Regions from separate parts of the Gossypium arboreum genome. Here region 1 is linked to region 2. The links are chromatin contacts, called in public Hi-C maps. All regions are on one chromosome and are shown on one strand. Each heading gives the region's core, a stretch centred on a gene start, on an enhancer-like site or on the middle of the called end of the contact. The rest is flanking DNA. Distances are from core to core; before and after follow the strand shown. Region 1 has its middle 49 kb from the start of LOC128291934. Region 2 holds the start of LOC108467678 (transcription factor TCP20-like).

What was found. A called contact is a pair of places that touch in the nucleus more often than the background predicts.
Region 1: a contact with region 2 is called in a Hi-C map of leaf, with 3 times the contacts expected there. The contact joins the enhancer-like site here to the promoter of LOC108467678 in region 2. A contact is called at or near these places in 2 of 5 Hi-C or Micro-C datasets (both in leaf).

The regions. Positions count from the first base shown.
Region 1 is chr4:22,857,148-22,860,836 of ASM2569848v2, reverse strand. No RefSeq gene overlaps it. Among protein-coding and RNA genes, the nearest start is that of LOC128291934, 49 kb to the left of the region's middle. Within about 2 kb of position 1,251, at least 2 of the 2 cell types and tissues checked have an H3K27ac peak or open chromatin away from gene starts, as enhancers often do. A contact at or near this core is called in leaf, where this site is marked.
Region 2 is chr4:22,707,063-22,710,810 of ASM2569848v2, reverse strand. It overlaps LOC108467678 (transcription factor TCP20-like), which reads left to right and starts at 1,447. Exons shown (of 2, transcript XM_017768411.2): 1 at 1,447-3,109; 2 at 3,214-3,433. The coding sequence starts at 1,984. The coding sequence ends at 2,886.

The DNA.
Region 1 (3,689 bases), core at 2-2,501, 150 kb before region 2:
GATTGTCATTCTCACAAAGTGGCCCCGCGATCCATTTTCTGCATTATAATCAATTTTCACAACTCGTCCAATCTCATCTTTCATTCAATTTTTTTTCCTTTACCCATCAGATCAATGGAATTTATGTATATGCAACCAATATGACATTGTTTCAAAATGAAATAATTGGTAGTAGTAAAGAACAAAGAAAAAAAATGAAAGAAAAATTAAAAACTAATTTATACAATTATTTTAATAAGTAATATCTTCAACCTTTTGCTTTTATCTTTTAAATTGCTGTCTTTTGTAGAGAAAAAAACAAAATATAAAATCAAAAGAGAAAGAGATAGTTGATATATTGCTCAAACGTGTAGATGGTATGCAAGGATAATGGTTAGGTCCATGTATATCTTATCAAAAAGAGGCATTTGGTAAGAGATTCTGGCTTTTTTGGTGCTCATCAATTGGTGGGTCTCTCTCCAATTCTAATTATGTGCTGCAACTTTCTTTCACGTTGATGAACAACCCAGCACCAAGTTGCAGTATTGTACAACTTAACAGTAGTATTGTACAAGAAATATTAATTCGATGAAGAAATAAACTAGCTAGAGGCCTATCAACTTTCACTTGAAAGTTTGCTACTATGGGTATATAATTTCCAATTTAGATCATCATGCCTTTGCTAAATGCTTAAAAAAAGACAATAAACAATTACACTTTGTATGCATTGCATGCCAGCCAAATAGCTATAAATGTTTGTTTATTTGCTTTCGAATTATTAGGCCTTGGAATTATTTACCAAAACGAATTGCTATGTTGGTGAGAGCTTGGCATTCAAATGGGGGGAAGAAACAAAACTTTTGATAAGGATTGGAGTAGGAATGGAAAATTATTAAAAAAACAAAGAAAGATCCAAGCTAATCACAATTCTTAATAGGAACATTAAGTGTTAAAAGATAATAATAAAGAAATAAAAAATTAGATGTTTTACCTTACCATTCAATGTTTGAATTCATGTGAGGTTGCCTTTGATAATTTTCTTTCCACAGTTAAGCTAAGCTTTCAAAGAGGGGAGGTCCCCTTTGTCTACATGATAGGAAGCACGTCTGACAAGCAATGCAATCTCTAACATAGACATATACCCATTCTAACCATAGTTATCTTCACAACCCAAAGGAATTGCTCTTCTCCACATCTAAACGAAGTGCTCAAATTCTATAAAATTATATTGTAGACTGAAATTTCTTTTTGGCAAATTTAATCTCTCTACTATAGTTTTCATTTTTTTCTCTTACTTTTAAATACACATTTTCGATTCGGATGCAAATTTGATAAAATAATTTAATGTAGTTGTGTTTTTTAAATGCAGTGGTTTTACATATATACATTATTATTTTTTGTACAAATGAAAAACTTATTTACATTTTAAAAGAATTAACAGTAAATATTAGCTTTAGGACTAAAATTACATATTTTAAAAAGTAGAGAGATTAGAAAGTATCAAATTATAGTAAATGAATTAAATTTACAAAAAAAAAAAGAGAGAGAAAAACATAGTACAAGAATCTTTTGTAAAACTTGACCTAACAAAATTATAAGGTTTTTTTTTTGGATACATCTCCTAAACCTATAAACCTCAAATCCTAAGAGTTTAAACACATTTAAGTGAATTTGAACTCACTATTTTTAAATTACTGTAACAATAATAATACTAAATGAGTTTGTAGTAAGTCGACAGGCCATACCTTAAAAAAGAAAAAGAAAAAAAAAGTATGTACACAGTAAAAAGGAGAAGTAAATAATAAATAAATATATCTATATATGCCCTCATTTCTTCAATGATCCATCCCAAAACCATCCTCAAGTTGCTTAATAATCAAGTTTGGGAGAATGATTAAAGAAAAGGGAGAAAACTAACTAAAAGGGGATTTGTATGTGATGCAATGATATCCCCAATATGGTGACCAAGAATTGCATGGATTATATATTCATATTCATACGAATAAAGACAAAGTTTTGTGATACAGATACCATGTAAGTCATTATCATGGACATGAAGTGATTTAAGCTTAAATACAACTTATTCTGTTTTTTTTTTTGTTTAAAAACAATAGATTGCATGATTTAATTAAATTAGACACTAGTTGAAATATAAGTTATTCTTCTTCTGATATAATCATTGTTGAAATTCAATAGCGAAAAAGGGTCCCAAAAATTATGCCATGCCAACCGGAAAGTAAAAGTGAGCTTGGACCAATTACCTTAACAAAAGAATTCATATCTTGCCCCATATGAAGCAAAAGTGGTTAGATTTTGTTGACCAAAGAAAGGAAATACAGTTGTTAGATTTATGATCACTGCATGATTTGATTCAACTTGAGAAATAAAAGATGGGGAGATATTAGATTTCAGTTTTGCAGTCTAATTCGGGTGACTTGTATAAGGATAGAACTCGTGATTGGTTTGAATTAAAGATTTAAATGGAAAATATTCACCATATCATTATTATTTTCAAGTTGCTGTGAAATTGTAATATACCAATTACAATAACATCACTACATTTGGTTTAGCTATCGTGATCAAGTTTTAAAAGGATTAAGATATAAAGTTGGGAGTTTTCTATTCAATCATATAGGCTAAATATATTAATAAAATAATGGACACCAGATATGGAACAAATCGCTTTCAAAGCAAGAAATAAAAAAATATTCTTACAGTTAACTATTTAAGAAATGAAATTGGACACCATAGTCTTTTTTCTCAAGCTGTAATTCGCATCCACTAAATCTAAGAATTTAGAGACTTTAACAAGTGTGTTTTACTTTCCCTTACCTTATTAAACTTTAGAAATGCAAGTAAGCTAAACCAACTTAAGCATTCCCTCTTTCATTTTATTAAAAGAATATTTTTCAAATAATCATTCCGTTTAATTTTCTCTATTTTCTTAACCCCCAAAGTTTATGTTTGAGGATCCTATGTGCTCAAAATGACATTGTGTAAAAAAATGAAAAGGGTGTTTTAAGAAATGTGCAAATCATCGTCCTCCTTTATACAATTTTTGTGAACAAGTTGATGAGTCTTCAAGTGTCAATTTCTAGAGAAATATCATATTTGATGAGGTATCACTGCATGTTTGATGTGAATTTTGAATTGTCAGAACTGAGCAACACTTGACTAGGGACCCACTTATGTAGTGCAGGATCACTAAATTCAACAAATGTATTCATTTTTTTTTTTGGGCAGATTTTGACGTTTGAGGGTTCCCATGATTAATTTCATTTTTACAAAATTTTTAACTTTATTTTTTAATAATGTATCAGAAGGATGACCTCAAAGGGTTAGAAAGGTTACCATCCAAACAGACAATCAAGTCCTTTGCAAGAACCAAAATATATTGTAAATAATATTTTAAGTTTGAGATTTGTGGATAAAGAAAATAACAATAAAAGAATTTTATGCTCGGTTGAGGTCTTAACTCAACTTTGATAGTGTTTTCAGTTGCACAGTGAGTTGAGACTTACTTAATTTTGTTGGCATATTTAGATCAGAGGAAAATGATTATTTTTCAACACCTTTTTTAAAGAATATTGAGCAACAACTTTTAGATCACGATTGGTGAAAATATTCAATCAAATAAAGATTTTTTGAAAACTTTTAGTATGCTTCACTTGCCTTGTTTAAAGAGAAATGATAATAGAAGAAGTTAAAGT
Region 2 (3,748 bases), core at 198-2,697:
GACATTCAACATGAGTTTTTTGGTCCAAAAACTCCATAACAGAACGAGATTATTAAGAGTAACAATAGGACAATTTAGGATATTGCTCGTGTTATGCTAAGTGCCATGGGAATTTCTCACAGGTTTTAGGTAGAAGCTATTGATATAACTTACCATATGATTAATAGTCTTGTAGAGGCCAAAGACTAAAATGACACCTTATGAGATGTGTAGAGGAGGGAAGTTAGTAATTGGTACTTCCATGTGTTTGGGAGTGTCTAATACATTCAATAAACTTTATAACTATATGATAATAACATATCAATAAATGATTTATAGAAGTAGTAATACTAATAGTAGCTAAAAAATAGTAGAAAAGATGTTATAATAGTACATTATTGATAGTATATGAATAAATTATTTTTATATTATCAAAGTGAAATTATACTTCAAGCTTTATAATATAAAAAATAATAAGTTAATTTACTAAGTTATACATTTTAGATTTAAATTTTTCTTAATATGCTAAGTCATAATTAATTCTCAACTAATATATAGTATAGAAGTAAATAATAATATTTTATAACAAATTAATAACATAATTATAAAATCAATAAGTGGTTGGAAGAAGTGGACTAAATTGAATTTTGGAGTCGACATCCTTGAAAAGGCTTTACTTGAATATCACTTTGCCCGATCAAGATTAATCTCACTTTGTAAAATAAATCAAAACACATGTAGTTATACCAAAAAAATCATAATCATTATTTTGATTGAAATATAATATTTATTTCTTTAAAATATAATATTTATATTTTAAATAATTCAAGTTTAAATTGTTATAGAAAATTAAAATAAAAAAATATTACATTCCTTTTTATTGATATTATTATATTGATTTATATTTTAAAATTCATATTAATAATAAATACATAGATAATTAGTTTTAACCATGTAAACGTGATATCATTAAATCATTATTTATTTTATTTATTTTATAATACCACATAGATATTATTAAAATTAATTATCCATATTATATAAAAATTATTTAATATACTATTGAGTTTTAAAACTTCACAAATAGGTGCAGAGGCGAATCTCGTATCGGCATAGGCCCTTCCTCTTAAAATAGAAAATTATTATTTAGGCCTTCTAATTTTTTAAAATTTTAAATTAATAAAGGTAAAATTACACTTTTCTTCTTTAAAATTATAAAATTTAATTTAATTTTTAAAATTATAAATATATAGACTATAAAAATTAAAATTATTTTGCCCCTAAAAATTGTTCTAGCTTCGTTACTAAACAAGTGATTGACAAGTATCGTAAAAATATAATGAAACATTCAAAATAAATATTTAAAAAATAAATATAAATTTTTAAAATTATTTATAAAATAAATAAAAATTTACCCTTATTATATTGCTTTTATTATAATGTAGGGTGAAGGTGTGATGAAGAGAAAGGAAGAAATCCATCAATCTATGGATATTACATATGGTTATATGGGGATGCGTGAATATCTTATTTATAATTTTGAAATTGTAATTTATAATAATAAGTATTGTAAATGATATATTCTGTGCGAATTAGTGTCTTCAGGTGAAAATGGCAGTTAAAGTAGCTATCATATCAGAAATGTTAGTCAAAAGCCCCCTTCACTGCAGTGAGAAAAAGGGGAAGTGACGAAGAAAGGAAAGGCTCATGCATTCATACATGAGCAATGGAGAGAGAAAAGAAAGAAAAATGACATCTTGTGAAAACCAAGAATAAAAATTTTGACATTTCGGGTGTGTGGGCTTTGGGATTTCAATATTATAATTATCATAGTTTGTCTTCACATTCCTTGTCAGAGAACAGTGAAAACTCATCAAAGTCTAGGACTTTTCAGGTCACCTTCTTCAATCAAAGAGGACTCCTCTTTATATATATATATATATTTTTTTTTTTTTTTGTTCTTTTAATTTGCCCCCACACCCCCCACCCATTTTTTACCTGTTTATGGATCCCAAGGGCGCCAAGCAGCCTCCAGAGGAAGTAGCCAACTTGTTGAGCCTGCCACCCCAACCCCAACAGCAACAGCCTCAAAACATGGGAGAGAATAAAGAAGCAGAAATCAAGGATTTCCAGATTGTGGTTGCAGATAAAGGAGAAGGGAAGAAGCAACAGTTGGCCCCAAAGAGAAGTTCTAACAAAGACAGGCACACCAAAGTTGAAGGAAGAGGTAGAAGGATAAGGATGCCTGCTTTATGTGCTGCTAGAATCTTTCAGTTGACCAGGGAATTGGGTCACAAGTCTGATGGGGAAACAATACAGTGGCTGTTACAACAAGCTGAACCATCAATAATTGCCGCCACTGGGAGCGGAACAATTCCAGCATCAGCTTTGGCTGCAGCTTGGGGCTCAGTTTCACAGCCAGGGGCCTCTCTATCAGCAGGGTTGCACCAAAAGATGGAAGATTTAGGGGGGTCCAGTATAGGATCAGGGAGCAGTAGGACCAGTTGGACAATGGTTGGTGGCAATTTGGGAAGACCCCATCATGTGGCGACCGGGTTATGGCCACCAGTCAGTGGTTTTGGGTTTCAGTCATCATCTGGTCCGTCTACAACAAATTTTGGCAGTGATAGTTCCAATTATCTGCAAAAGCTTGGGTTTCCAGGTTTTGACTTGCCAGCTAGTAACATGGGTCAGATAAGTTTCACCTCAATCTTGGGCGGAGCTAATCAGCAGCTCCCGGGTTTGGAACTTGGGTTATCTCAAGATGGTCATATTGGGGTCTTAAATCCTCATGCTTTGGACCAGATTTATCAGCAGATGGAGCAAGCTCGGATGCAACCCCAACATCAGCATCAGCGCCAGCAACAAACCCCTGCTAAGGATGACTCCCAAGGATCGGGCCAGTAAAGTTTTAAACTTTGAGAGCAAGATGAAAAAGAGTAGGATTCCTGAGACACAGGATGGCTTTGTTTTTTCTTGTAATGGTTCAGTATTGTATAATGGGGAAAACCAAAAAAAAAAAATAACAAGTGTGAGAGAAATGGATACTTTTCCTCTCAGAAATCTATGGGGACTAGATTGAGTGGCTTCTTTCTTTCTGCACTGCTTCACCCAAGTTTCCATTACAGAGGTTGTTTCTCTTGATTCATGCCTTCTGTTGAACTTGCATCCTCCGAATTCTTCAGAGAAGTACTAATTCTTTTGTGCTAAACTATTTTACTGTGGAGTGTGCAGGTGGAGCTTTGCGCATCTCAGTAGCTTGGATTTGGGCTCAACTTCTTGTTTGATCCAGGGTGTGTTGATTGTGATGCAAGGCAAATCTAATTGTTTTCTTCTTCACTACGTGTGGATAGATTGGCAACGGTTTGTTTGTGAAATTAAAAATAGGAATTCACAGTAATACATGTCCAGTTTCTTGTTAGATGAAGTAAGATTTCTTGTTTCTCTAAAAGAATATATTCTTGCACATAAAGGGCTAATTATTGATTACACCGTGGGCTCTGGCTGCCAGACCAAGCATGTTTCCTGCTATAGCATGTCATCTATCATATAAGAATCTAGTTCTTTTGTCATCACTTGAAAGTCGCTCCTTTGCAATGATCTTACCTTGTTTGGAAAGCTCTTTAGTGATAGTCCTTTTGTTGAACACCATATATTTCTCTCTAACATCCTAAATTACCATAGGTTCATTTTTTGTTTAAGGAACTTGTATCCACCCACCGCTTGAGCTTGACATATAAAGAGACTTGGCTTAGCATTCATGTATCAT